Regions from separate parts of the Mus musculus genome. Here regions 1, 2, 3, 5 and 6 are each linked to region 4. Evidence: chromatin contacts called from public HiChIP or PLAC-seq and promoter capture Hi-C data. All regions are on one chromosome and are shown on one strand. Each heading gives the region's core, a stretch centred on a gene start, on an enhancer-like site or on the middle of the called end of the contact. The rest is flanking DNA. Distances are from core to core; before and after follow the strand shown. Region 1 holds the start of Plekhg4 (pleckstrin homology domain containing, family G (with RhoGef domain) member 4). Region 2 holds the start of Fhod1 (formin homology 2 domain containing 1). Region 3 overlaps Ctcf (CCCTC-binding factor). Region 4 holds the start of Hsd11b2 (hydroxysteroid 11-beta dehydrogenase 2). Region 5 holds the start of Tmem208 (transmembrane protein 208). Region 6 holds the start of Acd (adrenocortical dysplasia).

Region 1 (3,191 bases), core at 322-2,821, 150 kb before region 4:
TGGCCACTTGATTGGACAAAAATGACAGGGTGGTTATCTTACCTGGAATGAATGGAGAGGGGGGATCCAGATGTCATAGGCCTAGAGCTTGCTATTTAGGCTGGGCTGGCTAGCCCAGGATCTGCCTGCCTCTGCCTCCCCAGTGCTAGGATTACAAGTGTGCCAGCATGTTTAGCTTAAAAAAAAAAAAGTGTTCTGAGAATCAAACACAGGGCCTTATGCTATCCACAAAGCTATCTCCCTAGCTTCCCTCCATCTTAAAAAAACAACAGGATCTTGTTATGAAGCTCTGTCTTGTCTGGAACTTTTTTTTTCCCCTTTTTTTTAGACCTGGCTAGCCTTGAACTTGTGTATCGTCCAGCCCTTTCATCTCAAGCCCTAGATTAGAGGCATGCACTCTTTGGTCACAATGAGGGCCGTTCTACGTCAAAGAAGGTGGTCTGAGACAACAGGGTTTTAGTCAGCTCTGTTTCCCCATGCAGTCTGGGACCTAAGAGAAAAGGCTGTGATGCCCCTGGTGGCCTTGAATGCCACTCCCAGGAGCCTGGGTTTATTTGGGTCAAAGATGAGAGGGGTCTGGGAGGTTTGAGAAATCAGTTGCTTTGCTGATTACAGTGGTCCTGGCTTAAGGGACTTAAGTCATACACAGACTTAAGGGAATGTATCCCCAGATCTCCAAAGCTAAGGAGTCGCCTTTTCTTTTCTTTTCTTCCCTTTTCTTTCCTTATGGATGGATGTTGTCAAGAAAAGAGAGGTAGGGAGGGCTGGGGAGGGGGGAGGGCGGAGTGGGGGGGGGGGCTGTCCACATTCTACAATCTCAGTGGAAAAGACTTCTCTGAGTAGATTCAGCAACCAGCAGAACCAGAGATGGCCTTCGTGAGTCACTGTTCAGACTTGCAAGCTCAGCTCTGGAAGCCCGCTGTGGTCAGCCACCCCAGGTTGGCTCCAGGCCTAGCCCCCCACTGTCCCGCACTGGGCCAGTGTCTGTCCCTGTTGCTGTTCCATGCCTTTCCCATCCCAGATACGTGTGCCTCACAGCTCTCTGCCTCTTCTGTCTGAGTCTGTCTGTCAGTCATTTTCTCTAACCTTGGTTTCCACGTCACCCACGTGGGAAGAGTTCAGGACGGGAGGGGCGGTGTGACTAGTCTTAGATACCCCTAAATATTTATTCTGTGCCAGGCCTGACATACAGAGCTCGAAATATCAAAGTGGACAATATTCAGTCTGCCTGCTTACAGGGCACATTCTGTGTGGAGTGAGAAAACCACAGCCTAGTTCTGCCTCTGTCTCAGCACGCGTGCCTGCGCTCCCCCAACCGCCTGCTGTGTTCAGAGGGCCTGGGTCAGTTAGGGCCTGAGACCTGATGCCTCTTATTTGCTTCATCCCTGGGAAGGGTTATGTTCCTCCCGGGAAGTCCATCTTCTTACAGCTCCTGGGGGCCTGGCTAGTGGGTGGAGGTGAGCCTCAGAAGCAGGAGGGAGGGAAGGAGAGAGGGAGGGAGGGGCAATGACTCAGTGGGGGTGGCCTGGGACAAGAACCAAGGACAGAAGCCAAGACTGGACCTGATGCTCACTGAAGCTAGAGGAAGGAGAGATGGAAGACATGCCTAGGAGCTGGGGCTGGAGAAGGACAACTCCAAGGCCAGCCTTGCCCCTTGCTCTTCAGAATCTGCCTTAGAGTCAGAGATGGGTGGGGACGCCTGTTGTTTCTACCATGGCTGCAGCTGATAACTAGATTCATGAAGGAATCGCCTGACTTAGAGCCAGGGAAGGCATTATGTCCAGTGTCCTCTCCTCCCAGGGACCAAGGCCATGGTGTGGGGGCTACATGCCTTTGTCTGGTTGCACAGATAACCTTTTTCTTATGATCTTTCCACAAATTCAAGAGTGTTAGGCCAGGCCCACTTCCTCCAAAAGGACCCCAGACTTTAGAGTTAAGAACGAGTAGGGGTCTCCCAGCTATCCCAGTGTCTTTCATCAGTTCAAGATTCCCTAACGAAGGGTGAAGTGGGAAGGCAGGGCATGAACACAGATATCTGATCCATCCATCAGGATTTCCCTGGTCCATCGGGCAACCCCAGGAGAAAAGAATGCTTTTCTTGTCTTACAGGAGAGGAAGATGAGGTGCAAAGAGAAAAGGGTCCCTGGAACAGCCCACAAGAGGTGAGTGATGGAACCAGATCTCAGCTGGTCTCTGGCCCCAGGGCACCAGCTTTCTTAGCCACCCTTTTCTGTGGATAGGGAAAAAGAACTCAGGGAATGAGGGTTTGAGCCTTATGTATGTTGGCAGGCCTGGGTCAATTCCCACCCAGAGACATAGCTACCTACCCTCTTCACCTTCCGGGTTTAACAAGTCATGGGATGTCACCGTTTATCTCTAATTTATTTCTCTGTCTTTTTGTTGTTTGTTTTATTAATTAAACCTGGGGGCTCACACAAGTCAGGCAAGGGCTCTGCTACTGAGTTACACCTCACAGCCCATCCAACCTGTTCCGTGGTGGGTGGGCCTGAGAACCTGAAGGGGAGATTCAGGCTACAGAGGAGTGGTGGTCCCTCCCACTATCCGTGAAGATTATCCACACGCAGCTACCAGGGCATAGGGAGTCTCTCTGGAGACGGCCCCTAATCATGGACTCACATGTGTGTGTGTGTGAGTGTGTGGTGGTGGGTGGTGGGACAGCTCTGAGGACCACGAGGGCTTGAGTGGTCCTCATCTTGTACATGGAAGCTGGGCAAGTATTCCCATGTCCCATCACGGGAATGGTAAAGGAGCCTTGCCCTCCTCCCACAAGGGCGTCCTTTGCTTCGTGCAAGAGCCTTCTTTCCATCGGCAGAGCCACGGCTCACTCACCCTTTCAGACAGTTCCAGCTCTGAGCACAGTGAGCACAGTGGAATGAATGTTGCCGGGGTCGGCAGAATGAGAAGTCAAGGGAGGGCTCGCCAAGTCTCCGAGGCACTGAGAGTAGGAACCCAGCGGCCGGCGGGCGCGGATGCTCTAGGCAGGGGGCAGTAGGCGTGGTCCCAGCTCTCCTCCGCACCCTCGGCCTTGCAGAGCGGCGCCTTCCGGAAGAACCTGTGATTCGGTCCTCCAGCCCCTAGAGAGCGCCGCGTCCACAGCGGCCTTGCGGCCCTTCGAGCCACCAGAAGGTGGCGCCCTTGGAATCTGGGCAGCCTCGCTGTACCCATCCTCG
Region 2 (3,136 bases), core at 376-2,875, 170 kb before region 4:
CCTGGCCACGGATTTTCATTAGTATTGCGGGTAAGTGGACTCAGTTCCACACCCCTTTCTCCCTGGTCTGTCTAAACAGTTGCAATTCTGCACCCTTTTCTCTGTAGTCCGTATACTAAATGCCAGGTGACCTCAGACTGGGCAAGCTTCCTCCAGACCCCTCTGAACAGAGCAGTAGAAGAACACAAAGTAGACTACGCAGAAAACTCTGGAGGTGGGCAGTATGCTGCATTCTTCCAGCTGTGGTCTTAAAGAGCTGGGGCTCTGCCTGGCCACTGGCCACTCCCCAGGCCAAGTTTCGCCGACCCCCTCCTGACTGCACTTGGAGGCAGGGCTGGCTGCAACGCGAGGAATGCAGTTTAGAGGCCTGGAGCCTAGGGCACATTCCAGGGGAGACCCCGGGGCTAAGGGCCATGTTTACGCAACCCCGCGCCCAATTGTGGCACCCCATCAACTCCCTCCCATCTCCCTCACAGCTCCCAGCTAACCCGCAGGTCAGGAACCCTGGGGGGTGGTAGTGTGTATGCCTCTGGGAGTCCTGGCCCGGAAAAAGCAAGCCGGAAAGGGATGCCTGCGGGGAGGTGGAGGGGAGGCCAGCAGGAGGGGAGGGGTGGTCCTGCTGGACATACGGAAAAATGCCTCTCTAACTGAGCAAAGTCGGCCTAGGAACGTCGGCAACTAGGGTAGGCCAGCGGTTTAAAATTAGACTGATCCACCCCCTCCCTTCCAGGCGTAGGCCACCAGCGGCGGGCCTAAGGGACCATGGGGGCGGTGACGCAAAGGGCTTTCCCACCCGGGCAGCCTCCCATGAGCGCACGGCCGCTTCCAAGGGACTCCTCTCATCCTGGCTGGGACTCCAGTCTTCAACAGCGCTGGAGAGACTGTATTCCAAGGACCCAACCCAGCCGGTAGCCTCGATCCCTTCTATGATTGCTCCCTAAACCCGCCCCTCTTTGGGGCCCCGCCCCCGACTACCTGGAGCAGGTGGAAGTCTGTCCCTTCCCAACTCCACTTCCCCAATCCGCTACAACCACAGCAGCAACCCTGGCAAAGAGGCAGCGAGGGGACTCCAAGCACCTCTTCAGGAGGGCCTAACTTTCAAGGGAAGCCCGAGTGGAACAAATCACAAACTCTCATTTGGCTTCTATACTGTCCCCTCAACTTGAGTCTCCCCCTGTAGGCAGAGGAGCATAGACCTTAGGACCCCGGCCGGAGACTTTTCTGGAGGCGAGCACCCGCCCGTGACGATCTCTCTCCTAGAAGCACTGTCTGTCCACCGCCCACCTCAACCTCCGCAGCGCCCCTCACCTTAAGAGGCGCCCCCAGGAGTCGGTGCAGAGCAGGGATCTGCGCACTCAGGGGCAGAGCCCCGTCCAGGCTGCAGGTGGGGGCCCGGCGTGGTTCCGGGAAGTTGGCACAAGCGAAAGGGTCGGTGTCTTCCAGGTACTGCACTCTCACAGTTACCACGGATACTGGGTCCCCATCCCCGCGCTCTTCCTCGCCCGCCATGGCTCTGCCACCGGCTACCGCTGGACGCCTCTTGTGTCCCCTGCAAATGCTGCAACTTCAACTCGACTAAACTTTGCTGTTAGGGCCGGGCCAGGCTGGGCCGGACGCTCGCGGCTCGAGGGGCGGAGCCAGATGAAGGTAGGACCAAGGAAGGGGGTGGAGCCAAGACTGAGCGGCGAGCGCGCGCTCGGGGTTAACCACCGCCGGAGGCGGCGCTTGGGCCAGCCACTCAGAGAGCTGGTGATCCCGTTAGTTCCATTGCTAGGAGGGCGGGAAAACCCGAGCTCCCGCTCCGCCTCAGAGCAGAGGGCGGGGAGACTTTCTTTAGATTTGGTATGGGCGAGGCTGCAGCGGATCTTTGTAAGGATTTTTAGGGCAGATGGGGGGGGGGGGGTAAATCTCTTCGGATAATCTGGGTAGCTGGGCCACTCTCAAGGGACGAGATGGGACTAATTGCTAGCTTGAAAGACAAATGAAAGCATTTCTCTCATTTGGGGAAAGCAGTAAGAAGAATCTCTTTCAATGTGGAATAAGAAGTGGAAATAGATTTTATATTTGAAAGAAGAGGTGGATTCAGTCCCCTTTAGCTGTGGGGGCAAAAAAAAAGAGGACGGGTGCTCTTTCTCGAAAAAGAATGGGATGAGTCACTGTGAGGAGGCAGGTAGCACATGTTTTTTCGGCTTGGGTGATGAATGAAAAGTGGAGACATTCTTCGGTTTGGGGCGAGATGAGTCAAATGCCCCAAGTTGTTCCTAATTTAAAGGGAATTCCATAAGGTCCTCTCAGATCCATGGAATAGGCAAACAGTTCCCTGTAGTTTGAAGGAAAGGGAAGGCGGCGCCTCTGGGCTCTGGAGAGATGAGGAATAGCCAGCTTTTCAGCCTGGAAAGAGCCGGGTCCGTCCCGGCCTTGAGGTTTCTGGGTACGTTGAGAGCACCGTTGTCCATTAGGCTTTCTGGGTGTGCCCAGTGCGCGTGCGCAGCTGTGGTCCGGTAGGGGGGTCCCAGGTTTTGGAGATCGTGCTGGAAGGCGGCAGCGCACCGCCCCCTGCGGTTTTCTCAGCTTAGCACTGGGACCCGCAGCCTGAGCACCTGGGACGGGTGGCCCGCTGCTGGGCGGTGTTCTGCAGTAGCTGCGCTTGTCTCTGCTTCCCGAGACCCCCGTCCTTCTTGGTGCTCCGGGACGCGGTGGCTGGTCACCTTTCTGAATCCGGAGGAGAGGCGGTTTAGGAGAGCACACTCGAAAGAGTGGGTTTCAGGACTCGAGGGGTTAGGAGGGTTATGCTGGGGAATTTCCGGAGATGAGATTAACCTAGAAGAGATGGAGGAGGGGATCCTAACTGCTAGGATCCTGGGCAGGGTCTCGGGGTCCGGACCTGGCCTGGGGGTATCGGAGCTCGGATTGGGGGGAGTGAGCCCCACGTGCCTGTGACGCGGGGGCGCCGGGTAGGCGGCGGCAGCGGCGGCGGCGGCGGCGGCAGCGACGCGGGGCCGGCGGCCGTGCAGTGCCCGGAGGACAGCAAGATGCTGAGCGCCGCACTGCTTCTTCTGCCCGGGTTGCCCCTGGCGGGGGCGGGGGCCACAGAAGAACCCACCCAGGAGTCCGGGCCGTTGGGTGAGCCTCCTCC
Region 3 (3,109 bases), core at 548-3,047, 160 kb after region 4:
CCATGCTGGGATTGAGCCTGGTCCATAGAATTGGTCCTCTCGTCTTTTTGGGTTTTAGTTTCTCTTAGGGAAGAGACACTGGCTTTGCATATCATATGTTTATAATCCCAACATGGGCTGCTCTCCTCCGGAGCAGTCCTCCGACTTGCTCTTTCAGGGCTGCTCCTATTGTTCCTTAGTATATTAATTCATTTGTGGCACAGATCCTTTGGCTCTACTCTGTAGGAGGTGCCATGATGCAGTAGAGTTAGAAAAGTCTTTCCCTTTCTTTTAACTACTAACCTTCCTGGTTTTTCTTCTTAGGATAGAAAGGCAGCAGGGTGAAATTTCCTGTTATAAAACCAACTATAATATCCTTGTATCTATATTTACCTTCATCTTTCCTGTCCATCTTTAGGAGTTGGTGTGACTTTCTTTATCTGTTCTTTGTCCCTTCACCCTCAGCCCCACTTTTCTGTTTTCCTGACAGGTTTTCATTATTATTTTGTTTATCTTCACTCTCGTACTCCTGGATCTTTCTTTTCAAGTTGGTGTACTCCTTTCTCTCCTATCCACAAAAGAACTATTTTGGATAAGGCCTCATGGTATAGACAAGTTATCAAGCTACTCAAGAAGCTGAGGCAAGAGGATATGCCTTTACCCATGTAGGGAGACCCTGTCTCAAAGGTTTTTTTAAAAAAGAAGGCTGGTGACAAAGCTGAGTGCTCAAGTGCTTACCTGGTATGTGTAGGGCCCTGCATTCAATCTTTAGTACCACAAAAACATTTTTAAAATAACTTGAGTTTTTCCAAATGTATCCCACAACACTCATACACACTCCATACCATCCCATATTGCTGGAAATTAAATCTGGGTCATGTTGTGTGATAGGTAAGCTGTTTCTCACTGAGTTACATCTCTAGCCCTAGGTTTAACTCCCTTCCTCCCAGCCAGCCCTAATGAACAGTTTTGTCCCTTGTAGTCTTTCCTTCCCTGTGTTTATCATCCCTTTCATTTGCACTATCTACTGGCACTCCAGTAAAGGGCCTTGCTGAAACACTCCACTCATTTTATATGCTTCCCTAACAGTGCCTTACCCCAACAAACAAGTGGTGCACTGCACTCTCTGTAAAGCACTTTTTTTTCCTCGGCCTCCATGATTAAAGTGCTCTTGGGTTTCTCTCTTTGGTAGTTCCTCCCCTAGCCCCCCTTTTTAAAACTGGTCCCTCTTCTCAGTGGCCCTGACTCTTAGCCTAACCCAGGCTGGGTGTGGTGGTGAAGGCTTCTAATCCCAGCATTCAGAAGATGGTTAGGCAGTTATCTGTGAGTTCTAGGCCAGCCTGGTCTACATTGTAAGCTATTTGAATCATAGAGACCCTGACTCAACAGTGAAACAAGCCTGGCCATACGAGTTCTTACTCTTGGCCTTTTGTCTTAGTGACCTCATCAACTCCCTGGTTCCACTCCTGTTTTAGTACCAGACTATCCTTTTCTGTTCCCATCCCTATTTTAATGTCATTGTTTGGGATTCAGTATCTGTCAGACTATAGGTCTGGAATGACCTACACTTCCCTGCCAGAACAGACACAGCTTGGCCTTAATCCCTTTCCACTACTCCTCACCTCAGTACGTGGCTTTGTCTTCACTGGGTGTTATGTCCAGCACCCACGTTACTCTTCGCCTTTCCTCACATTTAGTCTCTGACCTCCATTGCTCCATTGCTCTCACTTCCTGGATTCCTCAGCACTTACGATTGCTTCCGGGTCCAGTGCAGGCCTCAGGCTTCCATCTTTGACCTGTTATCTCCCCATCTGTTGTTACTGTTGGATGGAGAAGGAGAAGGGTGGGGCCGAAACAGCACTAGGGTCTGACTCAGGCTCTCACCTACTAACCAAAGGTTTTACTTCTGATCTCATGTTCTTAAGAAGTAAATTAAATATAGTACTAATTTATTGAAATATTTAACTTGTGATTTTTCCAAGTTCAGCTTGGCTTTATATTTTGTTTGCAGGTGTCCACTTGCGAAAGCAGCATTCCTATATTGAACAGGGCAAAAAATGTCGCTACTGTGATGCTGTGTTTCATGAGCGATATGCTCTCATCCAGCATCAAAAATCACACAAAAATGAGAAGCGCTTCAAGTGTGACCAGTGTGATTATGCTTGTAGACAGGTAGGTGCTGTGTTAGTTAAAAAGCCATTGATGCTCTATCCATGTCAAGTATCATGACTAGTATGGTGGTTCTTTTTTTTTTTTTTTTAATTGAGATATGGTTTCTTTGTGTAATCTCTTTGTACATTAGGGTGGCCTTAAATTTAGAGATCCGGGCTGGTGAGATGGCTCAGTGGGTAAGAGCACCCAACTGCTCTTCCGAAGGTCTGAAGTTCAAATCCCAGCAACCACATGGTGGCTCACAACCATCCGTAATGAGATCTGACTCTCTCTTCTGGAGTGTCTGAAGACAGCTACAGTGTACTTACATATAATAAAAATAAATAAATCTTTAAAAAAAAAAAATTTAGAGATCCATCTGACTATTGCTTCCTGAGTGCTGGGATTAAAGGTGTGTGCTACCACACCCAACCTAGTAACTCTTTCTAAGAAGATTTTTCAGACAAGTATAAGGAATCATAGATGCTACTCTTTATCATTTGAATCTGGGTCTCCATATACATATACATTGGTCACAATTGATATTTTTTTTTTTTTGTTTTTGTTTGAGACAGGGTTTCACTATATGGACCTGGCTGGCCTGGAACTCACTTTGTAGACCAGGCTGGCCTTGAACTCAGAGATTCGCCTGCCTCTGTGGTGGGATTAAAGGTGTACGCCACCACCGCCCGGCAGTCATTCTTGACTATATAGTGAATTAGAGTCCAGCCTTGGCTACATGAGACTATGCCTGGAATAAAAGCAAACCAAAAAAATCCCAAGGGCATTCAGTCCAAGACTTGAGAGAAGAGTCTGGCCCCAAAATGATTCTTACACTGGAGTGAGCAGCTTTCTCTGCTGGGGTTTTAGGGACAACTTTGGCTTCCCTATGAAAAGACTGTTACCATCACAGCAAACATTGTTAACCCTTAAGGATGATAGCCCTGTGACTCTCGGAGGCCTTTCTGACAAGCAGTTC
Region 4 (3,120 bases), core at 256-2,755:
CATAGACACAGATATAAAAGAACTCAAAGCCACACACCCAAGGTCAGGGACACACAGCTTACTCAGGCAAGTCCTGACACCCAGGCCAGGGTTCCACCATTGTCCATATTTATAGACAGAGGATGGGTGGATGGAAACACACGAGTGACTCTGAGTGGGGACAGAGGAGTGACTCTGAGTGGGGAACAGGGGTCTTCATGCAGAGTTCTTCCTCTCAAGAGAGTCTGGACACCAGCTCCTTCCCGAAGAGTTCACTGGCTCTTCAGGAACCCACACCCGGATGGAAGGGAGGGCTTTGAGTGTTTACATGAAACACTGGACCGGATTCTGGATACAGGGAAGAGAATGAACCGCAGGACAGAGAGCTGTGATAAGGAATCTATGACCCTCTCAGGACCTAGAAAGGATAGAGATGAGGAATGGGGAGGTGTGTGTGTCAAGGGGGGAAGGTCTGGGGGTTCACAGACGTAGGGATCTCCACAGCTCGGCTTTGCTCCTCGCTCTGCACTTAACCCCCAGTGCCTGCCAGAGCCCTGGCATGCATGTTAGGCACAGGTTGCCAGACACGGGGGTGGCGCAGGGTGCCAGGCCACACACAAACAAGGACCTTCATACACACAGGGAGGGAAATGCACCCACACACTACTTAATTCATCCCCTGGGGACTCAGTGTAGCAGATCAGGGACCACCCTGTCCTGACCCTTCTCCCAGGTCTTCCCATTAACTGGTTCCTGGGGAGGGGGTAGATGAAGCTAAAGAAAAAAGGAGACCTTGATGCCTTCATTGACCTTTCCATCTCTGTCTTTCTCTGTGTGTTTCTGTCTCTCTGTATGTATGTCTCTCTCCTCCTCCTCCTTCCTCTCCCTCCATCCCCAGTTCTAGACTATGGAAGAAAATGAAGTGAAACAGAACCCCCCTTCTCTCCTAGCTGTGGCTGAGAACTACCCAGGTGAGAGTGCACATTTGGGCGTGTGTACCAGGGACCTAAGGCCATGCCTGGCACTGCATGCGGGGGCGGGTGTGGCTGGCAGCAGACTCTGGCTGCTTCCATGCAGTGTTCTGGAAGTCATGGCAGTCACAGCCACAGCAATGTGGAATACTTGAATGAAAGTTGGTGGTGGTGGTGCTGATGTTGGTGGTATGTGTGTGTTAAGTATCCCTGAGGAAGCGTGAGCAGGATGTGCACTCCTGAGCTCGGAGGCTCAGAGTCCTTGGCATGCCAATAGGCGCACAGGAGTGAATGAGATGTAAGGCACAGGGTTGGGCAGACTGGCCCTTTCCCGGGCGAAGCTGGCGACTGACGGCTCCGCCTCATGCAACTTGGGGACTTTGTTCCGGCTTCTTCGAAAACGGATCTAGACAGGGGGGCTGGGCGGGGGGGCACCTGCCTGGCGTGGGGTGCTAAGATAGAAGTGGAGGAAAGCCCCACCCTAGCCCCGCCTTCGCACCGCCCCAACCCCGCCCCCAGGGCGCTTTATAAGCTGGGTCCGAGGACCCCGCAAAGAAAGCGAGTATCCCTCCCACCCCAGGCCGGTGTTCCTCTGCATTCCGTGTCCTAGCCTCGAGTCCCTCTCGGCGCTCCCCAACCAGGCCCCCGCCCCGCCCCAGCCCGGCCCCGAAGTCATGGAGCGCTGGCCTTGGCCGTCGGGCGGCGCCTGGCTGCTGGTGGCTGCCCGCGCGCTGCTGCAGCTGCTGCGCTCAGACCTGCGTCTGGGCCGCCCGTTGTTGGCGGCACTGGCCCTGCTGGCTGCTCTCGACTGGCTGTGCCAGCGCCTGCTGCCCCCGCCGGCGGCACTCGTGGTGCTGGCTGGTGCTGGCTGGATCGCGTTGTCCCGCCTAGCGCGCCCTCCTCGCCTGCCGGTGGCCACTCGCGCGGTGCTCATCACCGGTGAGTGTGCAGAGCGCAGGGACTCCAGGCTGGAGGGCGGGACCGCACACCTAGAGGGTTTCCCTTGGGCGCCATCAAGGGGAACTCCGCAGCTCAGACGTAAGAGTCCTTCTCTAAACGCAAGAAAGTGAGCCAAGTAGGAAGCTCCGGGCACCTCACCAAGTCTGGGTTAACTACCTGCGACCGCGAGGATTATTGGTGAGAAAGTAGAGAGTGGGCAGGTGCTCAAAGGAAACTAGTGACTGAAAGAGGAGAAACTTAGTTTATGCTGAGCTCCTTAAGAGATCAGGTGTGGAGCAGAAGACAGTACTTTAGGGGACTTCAGAAGACCCGAGACGGGGATAATGCCATCTCTTGAACTCTGCCTGACATCCCCCACATCACTAGAACACAGTATCTGCTATTCTCTGGGGGCAGAGTGCTTAGATGGTGAGTTCTGCTCCCCGACCTCCTCTGGCTGGAATCCTTGGAGTTCAGAACCGCCTGAGTTCACAGCAGCTGGAGAGTAGCTGCTTCTTAGATCCAGCTACCCACTGCCAAAACTGCAGCCGCCTGCAGTCTACACCTAACACCTCATCCTGCCCAGCCCTGGGTGCCCAGGAAAGGGTCCTCAGAGAGCTGGACTCAGGTGTCTCTAGTGCCTGCCTGTGCTTTCTTTGTCTGGAGCAGGGAATAAATCTGTCATCAGGAGGGAAGGGGAGGGGAGGGGGGCTGCAGACCCAGCAGGAAATGGGGAGGGGGAGGAAGGCCAGGGGGCATTGGTCCATTGCATGGGGGGAGGGGCAGCTGTTTCTCCCCCAACCACCATGGCTTCTTGGAGGTCTTGGTCCTTTATGGGTGGTCTGCATGATAGGATAGGGCCGGGAGACTTTAGGAGGAAATCCTTGAACTGGACCTTGGAGGGAGTTGGGTAGTGACAGGTGGAATCTGAAAGGTGTCTTGGATCCTAGAAAGGGCGTGAGACAAAGGTTTAAGACAGAAAGAAATAAGCACGGTTTGGGAAGGGGACAGTCAATAACCAGTCTGGCTGGGGGGGGGGGGGGATGTGAAGTTTCCTTGGGAGGAGACCCGAATGTCAGGTGAGAAACCAGATTGCACTAAGGTGATATGGCTTCGGAAGAGAGGGTGGAGGTTGAGTAGGACTCAGGTGATATGGAAGAGACTTCCAGAGTGAGTGTGAAGCCACGGCAAGCCCCCCCCCCCCCCCCCTTTCAGGAGCCTGAGGAAGGAA
Region 5 (3,461 bases), core at 167-2,666, 190 kb before region 4:
ACACAGCATCTCTTTTCCCGTATGTGGGGCTCTTTCTGCAAAGTCCTTCTACAGTGACTTCACTAGCCCCGCTGTGTTTTCTCCTTTCTTCTCAGATGCTAAGTACATACGCAGTACTCACCCAGTATTTACTGGACTAAAGATAGTCCTTTGCCTCTACTTTCACCAAAGGTTTGCTCAGGGAAGGGGTGGGGGATAAAGGAGATTACTATTCAGAGGAAAATGACTAGGACCAGAGAGGAGAGACATGAGGAAGAGTATGGATGGGACTGGGATGACTAAGCCCCCATCCCTAGGGGGCTAAGAGGGAAGACTGGACTAAGAGAGTGGCTGACCTATCTTCTGAATGATCAACCCTGGGAGCCATGCTAAAGGACAACATGTCTTAATGGAAAGGATCATACATAATTCATTATCCTGAGAAATGCCTTTCTAGCACTAGAGGAGTAGAGATAGGGGTGGAGTGGTCATCCCATGAGAGCACCCCAAAAGATTACTACTACTGGTAACCCATGGGGTTTACAGGGATGAATAGATACCTTCTGGGGCCAAAAGGGAATAGGATGTCACGACTCAAGGGAAAAGGCCTGACTTCCTAGGGCAACGAGAGGGGGTTGCCAACCCTCAGGGCAAAATGGATAGAGAAGCCATTTCAAAAAAGGTGCAAGACACAAAGCCTGCATCTGTATCTCCTTGCCCCTGGCTAAAGGAACAAACACCCCATGGGGTTGAATAATACAGGGGCAGCCATCACTAGGGGTCTAGAATGAGGAGCAGGCTTGTCTTACATTAAGGACATTGGGTATGGTCCCCAGAACTAGGGGGCGGGAGCAGTCTATTTCCAACTGCGAGGACGGTGGGGGAGGGGTGGAGGAAATGGAACGACCATTCCAAGGGGCCAATGGGGATAAAATTGATTACCCTTCAGGGACGGTGGAGCGGACATCTTCTAGAACTGAGGGGGAGGGAACGGCCATCTCAAGGGAAAGGGATGGGCAGTGAGTCCGTCCTCATTGAGGTGACAGAGCAGCCATCTTCTGGGGCCAATGGGTAAAGAGGGAATGGTATCCCAACCGAAGGGGTCGAAGTGGCCCCAAAGAGGACCGTTACCCAGAGTTTTCAGGTCGTGGGATCCGCCGGGCGGCTCGTTTCCGCCTGGCGGGAGGTGCCGGGCGAGCTGTCAGATAGCCTTTCCCCAAAGCTCGGGACCCCGAAGGCGGGGCCTGTCCCCGACCAAGGCCTGAAGGACCGCTCGCTTCCTCTCACCTCCAGAGGCAGCGAGTCCGCCATCGCAGTTCTGCCGTCTCCGCCCCCACGCAAGGTTTTCTGGGAAGTGTAGTCCCACCGACTCAGGGGGCGGGGCTTCGGAAGGAAATGAAATCCACTTCCGCCCAGGAGCGAACGATTGCGCTCTTTACCGGAAGTGCATGTGCTGCCGATGTGGTGTCTACTGACTGCAGTTCCAGTTACTCGCCCTTGTTTCAGTGGCTGGGTGTCTGCTGCGCACCATGGCGGTAAGGGACAAGGCGTGGTCTGCACCGGCAAAGCTTTCCCGATGTTGGGAAAGTAAAAACAGAAGGGCTCGAAGGCATAAGGCACTGGGCCAGAGAGGGGCGCCACCCAATGGACTGTGCTAGACCGAACGGGATGCGGGGAGAGTGGCCGTGCAGGACTACACCAGGACTAGTGTTGGAGGCTAGGGCGGGCGCGGGCGAGGGTAGTTGCCAGTTCCAGATCTAAACCACTACCCCAGAGGGACGCCATTAAGTTCCGCTGGAGTTTTCCCGGAGAGGATCTCAACCCAAAGCTGAACCTTACGAGGAAAGCCAAAGAAGATACTAACGTAATTTGAATTGTTTTGGGGTGAGCATTAGGCGATCATAACTGGGGGTACAGTAAAGTCGGTGTCCTAACTATATTAGGAAGATGGACTAGAGGAGTGGTCGGTATCTCAGGGATTGCTAGGGTTGACAAAGCACGCTAAGGACTTGGCTGCGGGGTAGATAAAGCTGCAGGTAACCAGGCTGGTACAGGGAGTGAGGAGGACTGAGGCAAAACAGCTCTGACAGCATCTCACCAACCCTCCGCAGCCCAAAGGAAAAGTGGGTACCAGAGGGAAGAAACAGATATTTGAAGAGAACAAAGAAACTCTCAAGTTTTACCTTCGGATCATACTGGGAGCCAACGTAAGTTGCTTGCCTTGTGCTTTCTCTGCCCTCTCATTCCTATCTGATTAGGAGCGCTGGCAAATGACAGCCAAGGCTCCAAAAGAGAACGTTGTAAAGAAATGAAGCCAGGCAGACACCAGCCTGTAATCCCTGCACCAGGGAGGCTCAGGCAGAAAGATGGGCGGTTTGAAGTTAGCTTTGAGTAACAAAGAAATCCTATCTCAAAAAAAAAAATTAAAAATAAAAATAAAAAGGGGTGATGGGGTTAATAAGTGAAGCTGGCCATAGTGGCATATAACTGTATTTCTAGCTATTTGGAAGACTGAGGTCAGAGTGTTGAGTGGTAACCAGAGCCCCACAGAAAGACTGAAGTCTCATTCGAGAGAGTGAGAGCAGGTGTAGCGCCGTGGTGGAGCCCTTGGCTAGGCTCTGCCAGCATCGCCAGCAAACACTGCCCTCCTCCCCCCAAAGTATCCAGGGACTGAGTGGTCAGAGCACTTGTCGCTCTTACAGAGGACCTCGGTTCCACTCCAGGGGCACCACATGGTAGCTCGAAACCTTCTCATTGAGTGGATCCAATGCCCTCTTGTGACCTCTATGGTACCAGGCACAGCGTCAGGCACATGGTGCACATAGATACATTGCAGGCAAAAACACTCATACATGTAAAATGTATTTTAATTTTAAACCATTTAAAAAAAAAAAGTAGCCAGGCACAGAAGAAATATGAACTAGACATAGAAGCAAAACATGAAGAAATGAAGGGGAAACAAAGCAAAACAACAATAAATAAATAAAAAGTCCCAGCTGAGATTTGTTATACTGAGGCCATACCAAGCTTATACATGTTATACTAAGGCTACTCTTCCTGGACAGATATGAGTCTAAGCGCTATCTGACTCAGAAAGCAGAGGTCTTCCACCACCAGGTTTCTTCCTCCTAGTCTGGCCCAGTTCTCGGTCAGAGTTGAGGAAAGCCCATAATTTGCGGGGTGGGGGGCTGGCCTTCAGCCCTAACCTGATCGTGTTTGTGTGCTTGCAGGCCATCTACTGCCTTGTAACCTTGGTCTTCTTCTATTCCTCTGCCTCATTCTGGGCCTGGGTAAGTATCCTGGGAAAGGAGTGTGCACGCGCGCGCCCGTGCATGAATGGTCAGTGGTGCCAGCCTGTGACATTCTCACTCTTGTCCTACAGATGGCCCTGGGCTTTAGCTTGGCCGTGTACGGGGCCAGCTACCACTCTATGAGCTCGATGGCTCGGGCATCCTTCTCTGAGGATGGGTCCTTGATGGATG
Region 6 (3,290 bases), core at 639-3,138, 180 kb after region 4:
GTACTGTGGTGGGCTCTGAGCCCCCCCCACCCCCCTGTCCCCATTCAGTTCTTACCCCGAGCCTTCTGACTGGAGCCTGTAGAACTCAAAATCTGCTCCTCACCCTCAGGGATGTGCAGCAATGAGCCAGACACAGTGAACACAGCTTTTCCCTGCGGGACACGAGAGAGGGAGAGAGCTCAGCATGGCAGTTGCCTAACCCTCCCTCTGAAACCTCCCAGAAAAAGCCCAGCACTGACCAAGGCCTGGGAGCCAGAGGTGATCCAGTCGGTGAGGGGGGTGGTTGTACAAGGACCTTTCAGCACCAGGCAGCTCTTAGCTAGACACACTAGGGCTCCCCGATGATCCTGGTCCTCCCTCACCTCATCCAGAAGCTGGGACAGGGTTAGGCCTGGGGCCAGCATTTTAGCCGAAGGATTGAAGTTGCAACAAGAAGGAAGGGTAAGTGAGAGATTTCAGTGACTTACTGAGGAACCACAGAGGGAGTTAGGTAGGGTTACCGGGGAAACCCCTACCAGTACCTGCACTGGAAGAAGCAGACTCTGAGAGGTGGTCCCTAGAGAAACAGTGAAGACTTCTCAGGGACAGCTCTGATGCCAATCTACCCAGCTCTGCCACCCGTGACCATACCGCGCACAGCCTCAGGGCCCAACCCCAAACTTACTCAAGACACTCATTGAGTTTTCTCTGCACATCTGAATCCTGATTGCTGGGAGAAAGAGGAGGGTGGTAGGTGATCAGGGTTATTGATGCCCATCCCTCTCACCTGAAGATCTATGCCAAGTGCGCGTGAAGAGACAAAAGGTGGAAGCTTCATTTAACTGTTTTGTTTTGGGGAGAGGAATATGGAGAGATTTAGACTGAAGCCCTCAGGACTTCAGCCATGCGAAGCCTGTAGTCTGCCACTGAGCTACATCCCCTTCCCTTAAAGGGACCACTTACCAACCAGTCACCTGTATCCGGGGCTGCTCCGTGGGCAGCAGGTTAAAGCGATCCACCTGGAGGTAGAACTCCGCAGGCTGGAGGAGTTGGGGAGTGGTGTCTCAGGAGTGGTGACAAAGAGCTAGGTACAGTAACCAACCCGCCCAAGTGAGCCTTACCACTCACCGCATGGTCCTGAGCCACCTGAACGCGGAGCCCGCAGGCCTGCAGTAGCAGGAGCCGGCCCTCGGTCCCGCGGAATCCGAGCTCCTTCTCCTCCCTGCGGCGAGCACAGCCCTCATTGTCCAGAGCACAGGCACAAACCCCCATACGCCTGGGGAATGAGCTTTCCCCACTTCTCCAGTACCCGCCCACTTCAGGTTCAATGCCCCACTAGCCAGCTGGCCTCCCACCTTCCGCTGACAAGTAGCACTTCTCTTACCAGTCGGAGGTGTCGATGGCGTTGCGCGTCACCACGCATCGGACACTGTGGGTTCCGTCTGACACAAGTAACACGGCCCCGGTGTCAGGTGTGTCAGGGGCGGAAGAAGGGCCGGGAGTCTCCGAGTCCTGGAGTACCTAACACAACAGTAGTGGCTAGTGTCAATTCACTCCCGCCTTCTCTACCCGGGTCTCTGGGATCTGAGCGACCTGCTTACCTTGAGCAGCTGCCCGGTTCGTGGACTTGACAGTGTTTCTGAACCTAGGATCAGCTCTCGAATCCAGGGCTGTAGGGCCAGCAACCCTGAATCGGACATTAGCAGGGCGGCACCCTGGGCGACCCCCAGGAAAGGGTCTTCCCGCGAGCACCGCCGCTCCGCCTCTAGCGGGAGAGGAAGCACGTGACCGCCAGGCGGATCCTAAGTTTGAGACTCCGCCCCCCTCGCGGTTCTGCGCCTGCGCAAGCTCTTCCCGGGTCCTGCTGACTGACCTAGCTGCTGGCTGATGACAGTTTATTCTTACCGGGGCATCTCTCTGAGCCCGTGAGCTGTTCCTCAGTACAACTCTAGAGCCGGAAAGGAAAAGGCAAGGACTAGATTGGATGAGAGCGATCCAGGTTAGGAGGCTGCAGCAGAGAATGGGGCCTGAAGCCACTTTGGCTCTGTGTAAGACCTCCAGAATTTTCCTAAAATGTTGCCGTAGTTTCCTTTACAAAATGAAAATGACAGCACGGACAACTTAATAAATGTTTGTTCCCTCATTCTGCCTTCGGATTGGTCGAGTCCTTTTTGGGACGCTCGAACCATAGCGTAATGACGTAAGAACAGAGAAAGCCCTCTCTGCCTCCGTCTCCGTTTCCTAGGAAACGTAGACTCCACGTTTCTCGGTGTCGCGTCCCCCTTGACGTCATGGTTTGGGTGGGAGGGCGGGGCGAGTGCTACCGCCAGGGGCGGGGCGGCTCGGGCCAGCGGGCCGGGCTGTGCACCTGCGCCTCGGCGGGCTGCTGTGGGGCACTGTCCCCCGCCCGCCAGGCCCTGCAATGGCCAGGCCGCAGAGGACTCCGGCGCGCAGTCCCGATAGCATCGTCGAGGTGAAGAGCAAAGTAAGGGCTTCTCTGGTCTCGGCTCTAGCCACTGCGCTAGGGCTCCTAATTCCCTTTCTCTCCCTTATTAGTTCCTTGGCTCTCCATCACCTCTTTCTGTCCTCCATCCTCCGTCCTATTCTGCTTTTCTGTCTGCCTCCCCTCATCGCATCCTCCCTCCCACTACGGACTTCCAGAGTCCCTCTGTGGCCTGGGTATGTGGAGAGCAAGGGAAAGACCTTGGACAGTGTCCCTTGTACTGGAGCTGAGGTTTAAGCCTAAGGCTGCAGCTGTTCCAGCAACCTTTCCCTCTCCTGACAGCCTCAGTGCTGTGGTGAGAAAGGGGCTTGGGATGTCCTGACACTCCGTTCCCTTTCCCTCCCGCCTCCAGTTTGACGCCGAGTTCCGACGCTTTGCACTACCCCGCACTTCGGTGAGAGGCTTTCAGGAGTTCTCGCGATTGCTGTGTGTGGTACACCAGATCCCTGGCCTGGACGTCCTGCTTGGCTATACGGATGCTCACGGTGACTTGCTGCCCCTCACCAACGATGACAGTTTGCACCGGGCCCTGGCCAGCGGGCCCCCACCTCTGCGCCTCTTGGTTCAGAAACGGGGTGAGGATGGGGTACAGTGGGCAGCTTTCTTGGGTTAGGGTGATAGGACAGGTATATCAGGGTAGATCATACCCAGGGCCCCCAGGCTTTATGTTCTGTAGCCTCTGCCCTTGGTCTGACCTCCAAGTAGCAGGAAAACAGTTGACATTGTCCCTATCACAGGCCCAATTGGGAGAAGTCTCTAATCTTAGTCCCCCCCCCTCTCCTGCAGCAGAAGGTGACTCGAGTGGCCT

The links. Promoter capture Hi-C pulls out the DNA fragments that hold promoters and counts their contacts. HiChIP or PLAC-seq counts read pairs in DNA pulled down with a chosen protein or histone mark. Capture Hi-C pulls out chosen DNA fragments and counts their contacts.
Region 1: a promoter capture Hi-C map of pancreatic islet shows a contact between it and region 4. The contact joins the promoter of Plekhg4 here to the promoter of Hsd11b2 in region 4. A contact is called at or near these places in 6 of 39 promoter capture datasets (the HPC-7 cell line, cranial neural crest, embryonic stem cells and 3 more), 1 of 484 Hi-C or Micro-C datasets (muscle stem cells), 2 of 115 datasets of contacts at active chromatin or transcription factors (bone marrow-derived macrophages and pancreatic cancer cells) and 3 of 9 other capture datasets (adipose tissue, liver and pancreatic islet).
Region 2: a contact with region 4 is called in an H3K4me3 HiChIP or PLAC-seq map of embryonic stem cells, with 24 read pairs. The contact joins the promoter of Fhod1 here to the promoter of Hsd11b2 in region 4. A contact is called at or near these places in 9 of 39 promoter capture datasets (3T3-L1-derived adipocytes, the HPC-7 cell line, the SN4741 cell line and 6 more), 12 of 115 datasets of contacts at active chromatin or transcription factors (bone marrow-derived macrophages, double positive thymocytes, embryonic forebrain and 8 more) and 3 of 9 other capture datasets (adipose tissue, liver and pancreatic islet).
Region 3: a promoter capture Hi-C map of trophoblast stem cells shows a contact between it and region 4, with 3 times the contacts expected there. The contact joins the enhancer-like site here to the promoter of Hsd11b2 in region 4. A contact is called at or near these places in 5 of 39 promoter capture datasets (cranial neural crest, fetal liver, liver and 2 more), 2 of 484 Hi-C or Micro-C datasets (embryonic stem cells and nephron progenitors), 2 of 115 datasets of contacts at active chromatin or transcription factors (embryonic stem cells and memory CD8 T cells) and 3 of 9 other capture datasets (adipose tissue, embryonic stem cells and pancreatic islet).
Region 5: a promoter capture Hi-C map of hippocampal neurons shows a contact between it and region 4, with 2.7 times the contacts expected there. The contact joins the promoter of Tmem208 here to the promoter of Hsd11b2 in region 4. A contact is called at or near these places in 7 of 39 promoter capture datasets (3T3-L1-derived adipocytes, embryonic stem cells, hippocampal neurons and 3 more), 3 of 115 datasets of contacts at active chromatin or transcription factors (bone marrow-derived macrophages, double positive thymocytes and embryonic stem cells) and 2 of 9 other capture datasets (adipose tissue and pancreatic islet).
Region 6: a promoter capture Hi-C map of pancreatic islet shows a contact between it and region 4. The contact joins the promoter of Acd here to the promoter of Hsd11b2 in region 4. A contact is called at or near these places in 7 of 39 promoter capture datasets (cranial neural crest, embryonic stem cells, hematopoietic stem and progenitor cells and 2 more), 2 of 484 Hi-C or Micro-C datasets (embryonic stem cells and pancreatic cancer cells), 3 of 115 datasets of contacts at active chromatin or transcription factors (bone marrow-derived macrophages, memory CD8 T cells and pancreatic cancer cells) and 4 of 9 other capture datasets (adipose tissue, embryonic stem cells, liver and 1 more).

Annotation. Positions count from the first base shown.
Region 1 is chr8:105,371,701-105,374,891 of GRCm38.p6, forward strand. Plekhg4 (pleckstrin homology domain containing, family G (with RhoGef domain) member 4) reads left to right here and starts at 1,572. Exons shown (of 23, transcript NM_001364406.1): 1 at 1,572-2,162; 2 at 3,053-3,191. The coding sequence starts at 2,119.
Region 2 is chr8:105,346,345-105,349,480 of GRCm38.p6, forward strand. Fhod1 (formin homology 2 domain containing 1) reads right to left here and starts at 1,626. Exons shown (of 22, transcript NM_177699.4): 1 at 1,309-1,626. The coding sequence starts at 1,509. It overlaps Slc9a5 (solute carrier family 9 (sodium/hydrogen exchanger), member 5), which reads left to right and starts at 1,914. Exons shown (of 16, transcript NM_001081332.1): 1 at 1,914-3,136. The coding sequence starts at 3,033. It overlaps Gm46049 (a long non-coding RNA gene), which reads left to right. Exons shown (of 4, transcript XR_003947441.1): 2 at 1-30; 3 at 108-494; 4 at 731-1,312.
Region 3 is chr8:105,672,879-105,675,987 of GRCm38.p6, forward strand. Ctcf (CCCTC-binding factor) reads left to right here. Exons shown (of 12, transcript NM_181322.3): 8 at 1,991-2,151. Among named protein-coding and RNA genes, the nearest start is that of Gm33578, 12 kb to the right of the region's middle. Within about 2 kb of position 1,798, at least 7 of the 459 cell types and tissues checked have an H3K27ac peak or open chromatin away from gene starts, as enhancers often do. A contact at or near this core is called in trophoblast stem cells, where this site is marked.
Region 4 is chr8:105,517,241-105,520,360 of GRCm38.p6, forward strand. It overlaps Hsd11b2 (hydroxysteroid 11-beta dehydrogenase 2), which reads left to right and starts at 1,506. Exons shown (of 5, transcript NM_008289.2): 1 at 1,506-1,889. The coding sequence starts at 1,625.
Region 5 is chr8:105,324,961-105,328,421 of GRCm38.p6, forward strand. Tmem208 (transmembrane protein 208) reads left to right here and starts at 1,417. Exons shown (of 6, transcript NM_025486.3): 1 at 1,417-1,514; 2 at 2,091-2,186; 3 at 3,210-3,269; 4 at 3,362-3,461. The coding sequence starts at 1,509. It overlaps Lrrc29 (leucine rich repeat containing 29), which reads right to left and starts at 1,308. Exons shown (of 7, transcript NM_001368408.1): 1 at 1,267-1,308. The coding sequence starts at 1,290.
Region 6 is chr8:105,699,340-105,702,629 of GRCm38.p6, forward strand. It overlaps Acd (adrenocortical dysplasia), which reads right to left and starts at 1,889. Exons shown (of 11, transcript NM_001012638.2): 1 at 1,581-1,889; 2 at 1,364-1,500; 3 at 1,108-1,201; 4 at 943-1,019; 5 at 665-709; 6 at 522-556; 7 at 240-391; 8 at 56-152. The coding sequence starts at 1,679. Pard6a (par-6 family cell polarity regulator alpha) reads left to right here and starts at 2,308. Exons shown (of 3, transcript NM_019695.3): 1 at 2,308-2,464; 2 at 2,835-3,057; 3 at 3,269-3,290. The coding sequence starts at 2,402.